Linked DNA regions of Mus musculus: regions 1, 3 and 4 are each linked to region 2. Evidence: chromatin contacts called from public promoter capture Hi-C data. All regions are on one chromosome and are shown on one strand. The core of a region is the stretch at or near the end of the contact, and the rest is flanking DNA. Distances in the headings are between cores, read along the strand shown. Region 1 holds the start of Ephx1 (epoxide hydrolase 1, microsomal). Region 2 holds the start of Capn2 (calpain 2). Region 3 has its middle 35 kb from the start of Wdr26. Region 4 holds the start of Lefty1 (left right determination factor 1).

Region 1 (2,994 bases), core at 493-2,992, 1.5 Mb before region 2:
ATGGAGGAGAGACACTACTCATCCTTACAGGGCTTTTTGTGGGTACCACTGTGCTCTAGTTGGGCTCTGGGCAGAAACTGGACCCCAGGGGTCTGGTGGAGGCTCTCACCCTTTCACTAAAAATCCCTCCCTCTGTTCCCCATGCATTTCCCTCTCAGTTCATCTGGGCAGCAGGTGTGTAAGGCACAGCCAAAGGCTGGTGCAGTCACACCAGATAACATGGGGATTAGGGATGGTGCTGAAGGTCACCCAGCTGACTCCAGGAGCACCCGAGGGTCTAGGGAAATCTTGTTTTCTTGGTCGGAGGGGCAGCTGAAAGCTTGGAGCCTCCTCACTGACTCTGGTCTCTCTTCCAGAGGGCAACTGAGGACATAAAAGCCACCCACAGCAGGCGCACCTCTGCCTCAGGGCCTTTGCATGTTCTCCTCAGCCTTGTGCAGCTGGATACTGAGTAGTGAGGCGCACTCCTGACCCTCCTGACCCTCTGGAGTGTGAAAGTGTGGCCTCTTCCTCTCTAGTCAACAGTCCTGCTCCCTCTTTATGACCTCCTATTTCCTACAGCTCACAAATATAATTTATATTTTACAAAGATATGTTTATTTATTATGTGGTGTTGGGGATCTGACCCAGGACCTTGAATTTTGTTTGTTGTCTGCATTCAAAAGCTCCCAGAGCCCATGAGAACACATTCCCTGCTATCCCCAGGGTGGGTGGGTGGGGGGCAGTGTCTGAACAGTCAGTCCGTGTCGTTGAGCACGGTTGCACTGAACATACTTCTTTAGGGACACAGGAAGCCCTCACGTGGCCCGCCTGGTGTGGGTATTAGGGAATGGAAAGTCTTTGCTGAACACGCCCACGTTTTTGTTCCACCCTTCCCCCCAGCCCCCTCAGCTTCAAGTCTTGTGTGAAGTCAGACCACGCACAGCCAGTGAAAGCCTCCACTTGAGGGAGGAAGTCACTGTCACAGTAAAAACAATGTGAGCCTCTGGGGCTCTGCGACTTTAAAAAAAAGATCAGGCCGAAATCGGAGGCAGAGAAGCAAATGTCGCAGATGTCCATCTCTACAATCCTGCCAGCAGCACAGAATGCCAGCAAAGGCACAGCCCTACTGTCAACGCGCATGCATACATACCGGATCCCTCCACCTCCCTCCTGATCCCGCCAACCAGATGCCAGAAAGGCTATCCAGACTTCTGGCCGCCGGAAGTTTAAATGACGGGAGGTGCAGACTGGAGAAGTTAAAATTAAGAGTCACTTGGACGGCGCCCTCAGCTACCTGGATTGGCTCAGGTGCCTGGGCAAGTAGCAAGCCTGGAACCCAAGGGACAAACATGCATGGGGGGGCGGGCGGGCGGGGAAACCAGGGGGCTGAGGAGCCAGCATCGCTGTCAGGCGCAGCACCCACCCCTTGCTTCCGAAGCGCAAGCAAGGGGTTGACGCCCCTGGAAGAGGATGGAGCATCAGATGCAGGACTAAGAAGCATGGCCTATTGCACGCCTGGATCGGTCTTAGGATAAGGGGAAGCGCATTTAGCTGCGGGAGATACGCGAAGCCCTCGCAACTCTCACGCTGGAGTGCCGCTGCTGTCCCCGGAGCTTACTGTCAGGGTCGCTCTCGGGTTCCTACTCCCGCGGCGGCTGGTGTGCAGTTCCTCCACTCTCAAACTCCTCTTGAGCCTCTTTGCCTGCTGCTGAGCTGGTGACACCAGCTGCCTGTTAGCCCCGCCCCCACTAGCCCCGCCCAGGCCTTGGCCCCACCCCCGAGTTGGCTGGTTGGCCAAGGCTAGCTGAGCATCTAGCTAAGGTGTTTCACCTATTCTGGCAAAGTCTGCTGTTCTGAACAGGGTATTGGCAGTTTAAACTCTGCAGTCTGTGGACTCTACACACAAGAGCCCAAGCTGGCCTGGTGCTACAGCCTTCCTCTCACCTTCCTAGCAGTTCGTTGTAACCATTTTATAAGCGAACCAGTCAGTGAGCAAACATCTGGGGATAAAGCTTGAGGGTAGAGTGTCTCGCGTGGGCAAGGCGCTGGAGTTCATTCCCAGAACCACAAATAAAATAGTGAAGTGTGGAATGAACACACAAACCTGAAGTTTGTCGTTAAGTGCACCCTGTGAGGCTGGCTGATCTGAAGCCCAGGAGGCATGGACACCAAGCAGAGGCCAGCACAGGGAGGAGGGAGAGAGCGCTGCCTAGCCAGCAAGCAGGAGTAGGACAACCACAGTTCCTGGCACCCTTGGGGCTAACCTGCTCTCCATTAGCCAGCCTGCCCAGTGCCCTGTCTTTACCCCCGCGGCCCTCCTAAGACTCGCCTAGAACCTTCTCAGGCTTCAGCAGCCACACAGACAAGATGACCAGGCACACCACTGTGAGGGCCTAGCAGTGCCTGCCGCGGGGTCCAGGTTTATCATCCTACACACATGTGAAGCGTAGGGATCCTATTTTCACCTCTCACCTCTGATCTCCAGCCTCCTTCGCTGCTCATCATGGCCCAAACCCTCTCCGTTCTAACGGAGAGCCGGTTTCTCTCCAGTGAACACATTCAACTCATTCCTGCCTCCGTGGAACTCCTGGATAGTGTGTCCTCAATCCTCTCTGGGAACCTGGGATTTCCAGGTACTGCAGCTCCTTCCCCTCCCCAGCACACCGTTTGCACACCTGCCGTCCTCCTCTGCAGTGTATAGTCCAGGCTTGTTTCATAGCGCCCTCTAAACTGTTCCCACAGGAGCGCTGCCTCCAGCCATTCAGCAAAGCAGTAAACGTATTGTTCTTAACAAAGTGTAGATGGAAACATTCTAATGTGCTGGGCAATGGTGGCTACACCTTTATTCCCAGCATTCCTTGAGTAGGAGCCAGAGGCAGGCAGATCTTTGACTATGATGCCAGCCTGGTCTACAGAGAAAGTTCCAGGACAGCCAGGGTCACACAGAGAAACCCTGTCTTGAAAAAGAAAGAAAGGGGCTGGTGAGATGGCTCAGAGGTTAAGAGCACCGAC
Region 2 (2,780 bases), core at 131-2,630:
CGCTAGTCTCTGGTACTTTCAGACTAGACTCAGTAACAAAAGCAGCCTGGGGGAACCAAGAGGATAGAAGCAGGGTATGAATGTCCATTGTCCTAACAGGAATCTAGAAGTTTAGACTTCCTCTCAGTTCCTGGGAAAAGTCAAGTGAGGGTCCCATGGGCATCCACTGGCGATTGAAACCACAAGGGAACGGGAAGGGCTTAAGGGCAGAGACTCTGAGGGTTAGGACAGGAGTATCTAGGAGTTGAGCAGAGGTTTCCGGGTGAGGACTCTAGGTCAGCAAAATAATGAGTAACAGAATCATTGGAGCCCATCGATTCTTTAAGCTACCCTTCAGTTCTTTAAGTTAAAGAGTCCTCTAACTGCACTTTGAGAGCCAGACAAAACCCACGCTGGATAAATACATGTACTTGCATTTACAAGTGCCACATGTACTTGTGACCACCTTTGTCAGCCAGAGCCAGGCTGTGCCCACCCCTTGCCCCCACCCACCCAGCAGTCCCGAGTCTTCTATCCTACTCTGATATCCCCACCCCCACCCCTACTGCCGAGCAGTGTCTCCACCCTCACTCAGATCACCACTAGAGTCCAGTAAAAGTTTCACCCCAGCGGCCCTGTGTCCCTGCGGCTTTGTGAAGCCGAAGGCAGCCTCCAGGGCGTGTCCACTAATGGGATTTGGGGTCCTGTCCTGCGAAGCGCTCTGCGCGCAGCTTGGGGCAGGTCCACTGGCTGGGCCTCAGTCTGCATAGGGAGTCCCCTTAGCAGCAATCGCGGAGCACTACTAAGCAGGGACTACCGAGCCGGGGAGCCAGGGACTTGCAGCCTCCCGGAACCCCGAGTGCCCTTCCAGGCCCTGCCGGCCCTGCCTGTTCCCCTCGCGCTTCCTACCGTGGGCCGCTTCCATTCGATGCCCCGAGTTTTGCTGGAGTAGGGCCCCAACTCCTTATAGCCCAAGGATGACGGCAGGGCGGGGAAGGAAGGATCCTGGAAGAGCGCCCCGGCCTCCAGGCACTCGTTCCGCAGCGTCTCGTAGTCCTGGTTGAGGTACTTGATGGCTCTCTCATGCGACCCCAGCCCCTCGGCCGCTTCGCGGTCCTTGGCCAGCTTTATCGCGATGCCCGCCATGGTAGCGATCCGGTTGGCGCACTGCACGGAGAAAGGGGTCGCGGAGAGGCGGGGCACGGCACTCGGCTGGGGCGCGGCCGGGCCCGGGGCGCTGCAGCGGACTGCGGGAGCCGCTGCTGCGGGGATGATTCACCGGCGGGAAGCGCCTGGGCCGTGCGCGGGGTGTGGCCTCCGCCTCCCCAGGCCTGCTCGGCGCCGGGCTCCGGACGCGGCTCGCCGGCGACCTGCACAGTGCCAGCCCGACCGTGAGGACTACGGGGCCGATGCTGCCACCTTCGGACGGCTCTCGGGATGGCGCGGCCCGGTGGGGAGGGCGAGCGGGGGGTGTTGGGGGGACGACAATCGCAAGTTGGGGAGCGAAGTTGTCAAACCCCAGCCATTGGGGAGTAAGGCTGGGCGAAACTCAGCAATGACTGTCCAGAAAACATCGGATGAGTCAGGAGCGGATGAGGGAGGGAGCGCGGCGACTAAGCCAGTTGCCACTCATTGGGCTCAGGATCGAAAGAGAGCTCTGCAGGCTCTGGGCACACATGTTACCTACCACCCCCAAATTTGTGAGAAATGGCTACTGGTGTGTCCATCTTACAGATGAGAAACTGAGCTCCAAAGAAGTTCAAAGATGTAACCCCTACAAATTAAAGCAAGACAGGAATTTTAGGGTCCCAGGGCCTCTGCAGTTACTTATTTGTGCATAAGTAGGGCTGTACAATTTGACAAAAACAAAAAACAAAAAAACAAAAAAACAAAACAAAACAATCCATGCTTGTTAAATCTAAATTTCAAGAAAAGGGGCTGGGGGATTGTGTGGTTTTAGCATACGTAGCCCTCAAATATCACCCGAGGCAAACCTGTGTTAGAATAATAATGTGATGCTTATCTAAAACTCAGATTTACCTGGGATGATTTATTGAGTTGCTGCTGGGACACCATTTAGAACAGAGCCCCTGTTGGTGGCCTGTACCACCGCTCTGTCCAATGAAAGTTTTCGCTGCCACTCACACACACAGAACTGGGCGGGCTTGTGCTATGAATGGTTTAAAGCACGGGTTCTCAACTGGAAGCAACCCGCACGCACCAATGTGACCCTAAAGGTTTTTGACCCTAACTGCAGACTTTCCTCATATTGTCACAACTGGGACAAAGGAGGCTCCTGGCCTCTACTGGGTGGAAGCCAGGTGCTACTAAAGGATGGTCGGGCGGAGGGCATCCCTCTACAGAGAGAACAGGAAGAAAAGTGCAGTCTGAAAGATCTCTGTGCCAGGCTGAGAAACCCTGGTTTGAACCTCATCTTGGTTCAGCATTGATGGTTTCTGAGATAGTTTGTAACTCTGTCAGTTGCAGGAAATTGTAGCAACTTGAAATATCAGTGATATGCAAATGACTGTTCCTGGAAGAATCAAAGTGTCTGTCTCCCTGTGGCAAAGCCAGGGCTTGTCTGTTGATACTGCTACCTCACTATTCTCTCCTGGGCATGGCAGGTGTCTGGGATCTTCCCCCACTTCCCTTTTGAATCCTGAGCCCAGAAAAAATCAGGGTGGGGCCAAAGGAAATCAGATGGTGGGAAAAAATGAACAGCTTCCGGAAAAGAGCCATGAAGCTTAGAAACCACCATGCTGCAAACAAATGCTGGCTGTCGAGCATGGTAGCCCATGTCT
Region 3 (3,072 bases), core at 127-2,626, 1.3 Mb before region 2:
TAGAGGGTTAAATCAACCAAGATTTTCTTTGCTCTGAGCCAAAATATTGAACTTCATGCAGCAACAGGAAGCCCTGCTTAAATACTTAAAAAAAAAAAAAAAAGTAGCCTGCCTGAATTTGTGTTAGGAAGTTAGCTCTGATGGCCCGGGAATGACAGATGGGAGGGGTACTTGAAGCAAATAACTGGGTTTTTTTGTTTGTTTGTTTCTGTTCCTTGTGGTTGTTTTGTTTTATTTTGTTTGAGACAAGGTCTCAGTACATAGCCCTAACTGGCCTGGAACTTGCTGTGTAAACCAGGCTGGCTTCCAGCTCACAGACATCCACCTGCCTCTGCCTCTTTGAATGCTTTGGATAAAAGCGTGCATCACCATTCCTGGCCCCAAGCTTGTTTTGGTTAAGTAATAAGCCCAGGTATTTTATCAAACCACCCCAGATGTGGCTGGCTGGGAGGGGGCCGCAGGCAGCTCCTTTAGCGACCTTTCTCTCTTCTCCCCTGAGAGCTTGTAGTACACAGCAGAGAGGCCAAGAACCCACACCGCTGCTCCTCAGAGAACGGCGCTTAGAATCTGTTTTTGCTAAAAAGGCATGGGTTGCTCACTTCAGCTCACAAAGCTACTGCAAGCGGGAAGGGAACCTGGAATCTCTCCTTCGCGCTGGCATCTGCTTGTCCTGCTGGCCTCCAGAAGTGTCCAACCTATCCTGTGGCCCTCAAGGCTGAAAGGCACAGAGAAAAATCACTGTGTGAAACCTGCAGTCACCTTGGACACCAGGAATAGCAAAACCTGGAAAGATCCCCTTAAGGGAGGACTTCTTCAGGCCACCTTGTAGGACAGGACTGAGACACTAACCAACCAGCCCATACCCTGACCAGGACTTGACCAACCAGCCCACACCCTGACTGCTCCTTTGTACAGACCACTTGCCTCTGTGGTAATTCTTCCTCTGTCCCTCCCCCGTTCCCCCCCCCCCCACCAGTCACTGGGCCCCTTATCTAGTCCTCTCCCCAGCATGGCCCCACTAAGCAAACCCAGCTCTTTCTCACTGTTTCTCTTTTTCATTGGTGTTCTGGGGACAGGAGAAGTCATTTCTTCTGGACCGTCAGAGCTCAGGCTTTTGCCCTAAAAACTTCAGTAGCACTCAAGATGTGATCCAGTTGTTCAGACATTTCAAGAAACAGAAGGCTCATCATTTTACATTTTAAAGCAAGTTCTTACAGCTTTTTAAACGTGTGCATAGCGACTTCTCCTTTAAGTGATCAGATAAAGGACTACAAATTGCTTTGTTTGAACTTTTGACTCAGGGCCTGCCTTCTCTGCTGTAGCGGTGCCAACTGCTCCAGCCTCCCCTTGGGCCGACAGTGGCAGGGCTGTGTGCATCACCGCTCTCTCTGTGCCCTGTGCTGTAGCAGCCCCTCAGCTCCACCCACTCCCTTGTCCTAGGACCCCCTCCCATGGCACTCCAAACTGTCTCATTTGCATGATTCCAGTTGCTTTCCTCCAGCTGAAAACTCTTAGAGGATATTTTTTTAGTAGTATGATTAAGAAACAAGAGCCAAAGAAAAAGACCAAAAAAAAAAAAGAAACAAGAGCCCTGGCTCACAACCATTCTCTCCTAGTCCTGTCTCTCCACACAGCCGAATATGGGTAAATCAGTCTCTCTGATGCCGATTTCCCCTTTGGCTTCTAGAAATAGAAGCTTAAAACACACCCAGGGGTTTCCAACCCAGAGAGGTCCACAGAAGCTTCTGGTTTCACTGGCTACCGGCTTCCTGTCTGAGTCACAGAGAACTAGGCCCAGCAGTGACTCATTAGTGTCATGACACCCTTGCCATTGGTACCATCATGGTGCTGCTGAGCTGCCCTGGTCTCCAGGCTAGTTGGAGCCTCCCAGACAGGCAGCAGGGACCAGCAACAGAATACAATGGGTTGACCTTGAGGGCAGGAAACCAAACCAGAAGCCATGAGTTTCAGAAGAACCTCCTCCATGTCCACCTGCCTCTGGCCAGAAGACCTTCCCCCAAGCAGCCTCGAGTCTGCATGAGACACTCACTGATACAGGCAAAAGGGCCACACGTGCCCTAGGACATGGATGCGATGAACCCATTTGGGAAAATGCTCATCATCTGAGAGACAGGAGAGGGTACGATGCTAAGGCACAGTCCCAAAGACTACCGGGCCAAAGAGAAGCAGCTACCATCTTGCCCAGGCCCAAGCATGGCAGCAGGGTCAGCGGAGAATTCCTTTCCACCATCTATGTTTATGCTGAGCCCTTTCCTACGTGTGACCACATAGGTGTGCGACTCTGTTCTGTGCTCTCGCTGTATGGCTGTGACTGCAGCGCCTGGATTGACACCTACAGGGCAATAATGTTCCACGAGCAATTGGATTTTTTTTCTCTGTCCAGAAAAGAAGCAAGTCAGGTTAAAATTAAGCATAGAGCCATAGCCCATTGATCTTGTAGTAAAAAAATCTAAGTAGATAAAAGTTCAAGGTTAATCCTGGTACCCCTTTCTCTGCCACAGGAAGGATGCTGCTTGGACTGAGAGGGAATTGGGGTTCAGGATTTGGCCTCTAGGGATTGTGTGACATAGTCTCAAGTCCTTACCTGAGGCAAACTTGGAGAGTTTCATACAAGCTTGGAAAAGGAAGAGACACTGGCGCCATTATCTCCACCTAGTATGTCTAACAGGTTTCCAAGACAAGAACGTGTGTGTGTGTATATGCGCGTGTGAGTATGAGTGTGTCTGAGTATGTATTTGAATTCTGGGTGCAGAGAAGAAACTCTTGTGGGGCTTACACGGGTCCCCAACACTGGGAAAGTAGAGATAGGCAGAAGCTACAGAAGAAAGCCATCCGCTTCCTAGACATTGGTTTTGCTTCAGATCTTAAATGTCCCCCAAAGGCCCATGTATTGAATGGTTGGTTCTTAGTTGGTGACCTTATTGGGTGGTAGTGAAACTTTTAGGAGGCAGAGCCTCATAGGAAGTAGTTTATGTCACTAGGGGGACATACTCTTCAAAGTGGGGTATTGGTTCCTCAGACACCCTCTGTCCCTTTTCTGCTTGGGCACTA
Region 4 (2,834 bases), core at 216-2,715, 1.6 Mb before region 2:
CTCTGCAAGTCCCAAGATGACTTCTGTTCCCATTGCAGTGTTTGCCCCAGCAGCCCAACCTCTGTTTGGAGACAGAGAGTGGTAGGAAACACCAGGCTTCTTTTCTTACTTAGCCCTCATTTCCCTCGTGATTGGGCCACTGACCACCCCTGGGTCCTTTACACTGGTCTCGAGCCAAGAAAGGCAGCGCATCGTGTCAGAAGCTGCAGACTTCATTCCAGGGCCCCCCTCTCCTGGTTTGGGGCCTGCTTTCCAATCTCAAGCCTGACCTGGGTCAGACCTGGGCAGGAGCCATGGGGAAGGCAGCTGCTCTTCTGCATAACAAAGGGTGGCCCTGCTGGAGAGCCAGGGAACACACCAGGGACGAGTCTTACAATCCACTATGGTTTCTTCATCTATCCCCCGACTAAGATTGTCTGAATCTGCAAATAAAACCTCTAGATACTGGTGTAATGCAAATCCCAGGTAAACAGTGACTGATATATTGTGTAACCAAGTCCCAGATTCAGTACGGGTTTTATTTGGCAGCCCTACCCCTGGCAGCTTGCTCAATTTTATTTCTCCAGCGCACAAAGCCACAAATTCACACTCGGGTATCCCAGCTGTGTCTTGGAGAAGGCTTAGCATATTACTGGTGTATAGCCACACACCCTTGTCCCCACCCCAGCCACATGCCCCTGTCCCCAACCCAGCCACACACCCTGTCCCCACCCCAGACACACACCCCTGGGCAGGACTTAGCAGAAAATAATTGGAGCTGTGGAAAGCCCTTCGTGGGCACCGATCTTAACTATGTTGCCCCTCGTCTGAGCCGATGTACTCTGGCTCAGAGATTGGGATGGGGTAGATTTTCAATTCTCCTACAGCAAGAAAGGGAAAGGATAGGTTGCTCATTGGCGAGTCCCAGGCTTTGCAACCAAGGAAGGTCCCCCAGCCCCCAAAGTGGAGAAGCCTCACTCTTATCAGCCCTAGAAAAGTCTTTTGCACACCTGGGAAGCAAGTCAGTTGGAGAGCCCAGGTGTTGATTGACATCTGGTTCTCTCCAGGGTTTAGAAGCAGTGATGGACAAGACTACAGGTGCACATTCCAGACACTGGGAGCAGGCATCCAGCAGAGAACGTGAGACCTCCGCGTCGTCTCCAGGACCCACCTTCCATCCCATGCTGGGATTGAATTTAGGGCTTCACGTGTGCAGGGCCGGTGCTGCTCTACCACTGAGCTATTACCACCCCTGTCCTGAATGTCCTAATTGGTCAGACACCCTTAAGTCAATGGTGAAGTATATGGCTAACAGACAGCGGTGACCAGATGTTCTCAGTCCAGACAGGCTTTTGTGTCCTTTCTAGACAGCCCCTCCTCAGGACTCAGGGGCTTGTTTCATGCTGAGCTCCCAGGAGGTCCCAGGGGTGTGACCTCTCTTCTTCCTCCCTGCCCCCCACCCCAGGACCAGCTATAAAGCTGTTCCGTACCGTACCATTCCTCCGCAGACTCAAGACCCTTTCAGGACACCTCAGGGACACACACATCCAAGGCTCCTCTTCCCGGACAGCACCATGCCATTCCTGTGGCTCTGCTGGGCACTCTGGGCACTGTCGCTGGTTAGCCTCAGGGAAGCCCTGACCGGAGAGCAGATCCTGGGCAGCCTGCTGCAACAGCTGCAGCTCGATCAACCGCCAGTCCTGGACAAGGCTGATGTGGAAGGGATGGTCATCCCCTCGCACGTGAGGACTCAGTATGTGGCCCTGCTACAACACAGCCATGCCAGCCGCTCCCGAGGCAAGAGGTTCAGCCAGAACCTTCGAGGTGAGCCCTCCCCTGTTGTCCTTGGTCTCTAGGAAAGGCCGGCTGATCATGCCTTCCTTCCACCTGTGGTGTGTATGGACCCTTGCCTTGTGGTGCTCAGAGTCAGTCATGGGGGTGGGGGGCACAGGGTGAGGCGGATGTTAGAGGGGAGAAGATCTGGGAGGGTGGGCACTGGGGATCTGGCTGTGCACTGAAGGAGTCTCAGGATGGGAAAAGCGGGGCTGTGCTTGCTGGTAAATTAAGGAGCAGAGAAGAGGGAGGAGAGTGGAAGAAAACAGAACCCCTGGAGCAGTCAGGGCCAGGTAGAACTTCCTGGGGTCACTGCCTGGACGAGTGGCTGACTATGTCTTGCCATGGACAGAGAACAGTGGCTGGGTAGAGGCAGCCCTGGGTGACAGAATTTGGGAGAGAGAGAGAGAGAGAGAGAGAGAGAGAGAGATTGAGAGAGAGAACAGGTATCCAGCTGTCAAGTAGCAAAGGCCTGTGTGGTGGTGTAGCATTTTCCAGCTGGAAGCAGCCCTCATGGGCACAGCCACATCCATAAACTTACTGTCCTGTGGTACCTAGGCCTGGAGATAGAAGGATGCTGGTTCTGAACAGGCAGGCAAGGGAGATGTCTGCTGAGGATAGGTGTGGCTGGCCTCTCAGGTAACCAACCACTCTGCTATCCCAGAGAGTGAGCACACTGGCTGGAGCCATTTAGGAAGGTGACAACTCCCTGAACACTTGCCCCAGGGTTCAGCAGTCCTGACAAGGATATTCACAGACTCCTGTTCCACTGAACGGAACCCCTCACAAATGCATCTGTCTCTTAAGAAAGGCACCTCGGGCTGGGCTTCTTTTCTCTAGTCTCTGCAGCCTGATTCTGTATTCCTCCCCCAATCCTCTCCTAAAACCTTCCAGAAAGAAGCCAGCATTGCCACGCTCTGGAACCCCTCCAGCTCCTTTCTTGCACAGGGTTCCAAAGTCACCACTAAGTGTGCAAGAGTTAGCATTCAGGGCCTCATTGCAAACTTTATAATTCCTGAGTA

What was found. Promoter capture Hi-C pulls out the DNA fragments that hold promoters and counts their contacts.
Region 1: a promoter capture Hi-C map of hippocampal neurons shows a contact between it and region 2, with 3 times the contacts expected there. The contact joins the promoter of Ephx1 here to the promoter of Capn2 in region 2. A contact is called at or near these places in 3 of 39 promoter capture datasets (the 3T3-L1 cell line, hippocampal neurons and pre-B cells), 1 of 484 Hi-C or Micro-C datasets (the N1E-115 cell line) and 1 of 115 datasets of contacts at active chromatin or transcription factors (pancreatic cancer cells).
Region 3: a promoter capture Hi-C map of the 3T3-L1 cell line shows a contact between it and region 2, with 3 times the contacts expected there. The contact joins the enhancer-like site here to the promoter of Capn2 in region 2. A contact is called at or near these places in 3 of 39 promoter capture datasets (the 3T3-L1 cell line, hippocampal neurons and liver) and 2 of 115 datasets of contacts at active chromatin or transcription factors (large pre-B cells and pancreatic cancer cells).
Region 4: a promoter capture Hi-C map of pre-B cells shows a contact between it and region 2, with 4 times the contacts expected there. The contact joins the promoter of Lefty1 here to the promoter of Capn2 in region 2. A contact is called at or near these places in 4 of 39 promoter capture datasets (embryonic stem cells, hippocampal neurons, liver and 1 more) and 1 of 115 datasets of contacts at active chromatin or transcription factors (pancreatic cancer cells).

The regions. Positions count from the first base shown.
Region 1 is chr1:181,015,827-181,018,820 of GRCm38.p6, forward strand. It overlaps Ephx1 (epoxide hydrolase 1, microsomal), which reads right to left and starts at 1,743. Exons shown (of 9, transcript NM_010145.3): 1 at 1,601-1,743.
Region 2 is chr1:182,516,230-182,519,009 of GRCm38.p6, forward strand. It overlaps Capn2 (calpain 2), which reads right to left and starts at 1,381. Exons shown (of 21, transcript NM_009794.4): 1 at 889-1,381. The coding sequence starts at 1,125.
Region 3 is chr1:181,245,630-181,248,701 of GRCm38.p6, forward strand. No RefSeq gene overlaps it. Among named protein-coding and RNA genes, the nearest start is that of Wdr26, 35 kb to the left of the region's middle. Within about 2 kb of position 1,377, at least 184 of the 459 cell types and tissues checked have an H3K27ac peak or open chromatin away from gene starts, as enhancers often do. A contact at or near this core is called in liver and pancreatic cancer cells, where this site is marked.
Region 4 is chr1:180,933,557-180,936,390 of GRCm38.p6, forward strand. It overlaps Lefty1 (left right determination factor 1), which reads left to right and starts at 1,466. Exons shown (of 4, transcript NM_010094.4): 1 at 1,466-1,803. The coding sequence starts at 1,554. All of the region lies in intron 1 of Gm39715 (a long non-coding RNA gene), which reads right to left.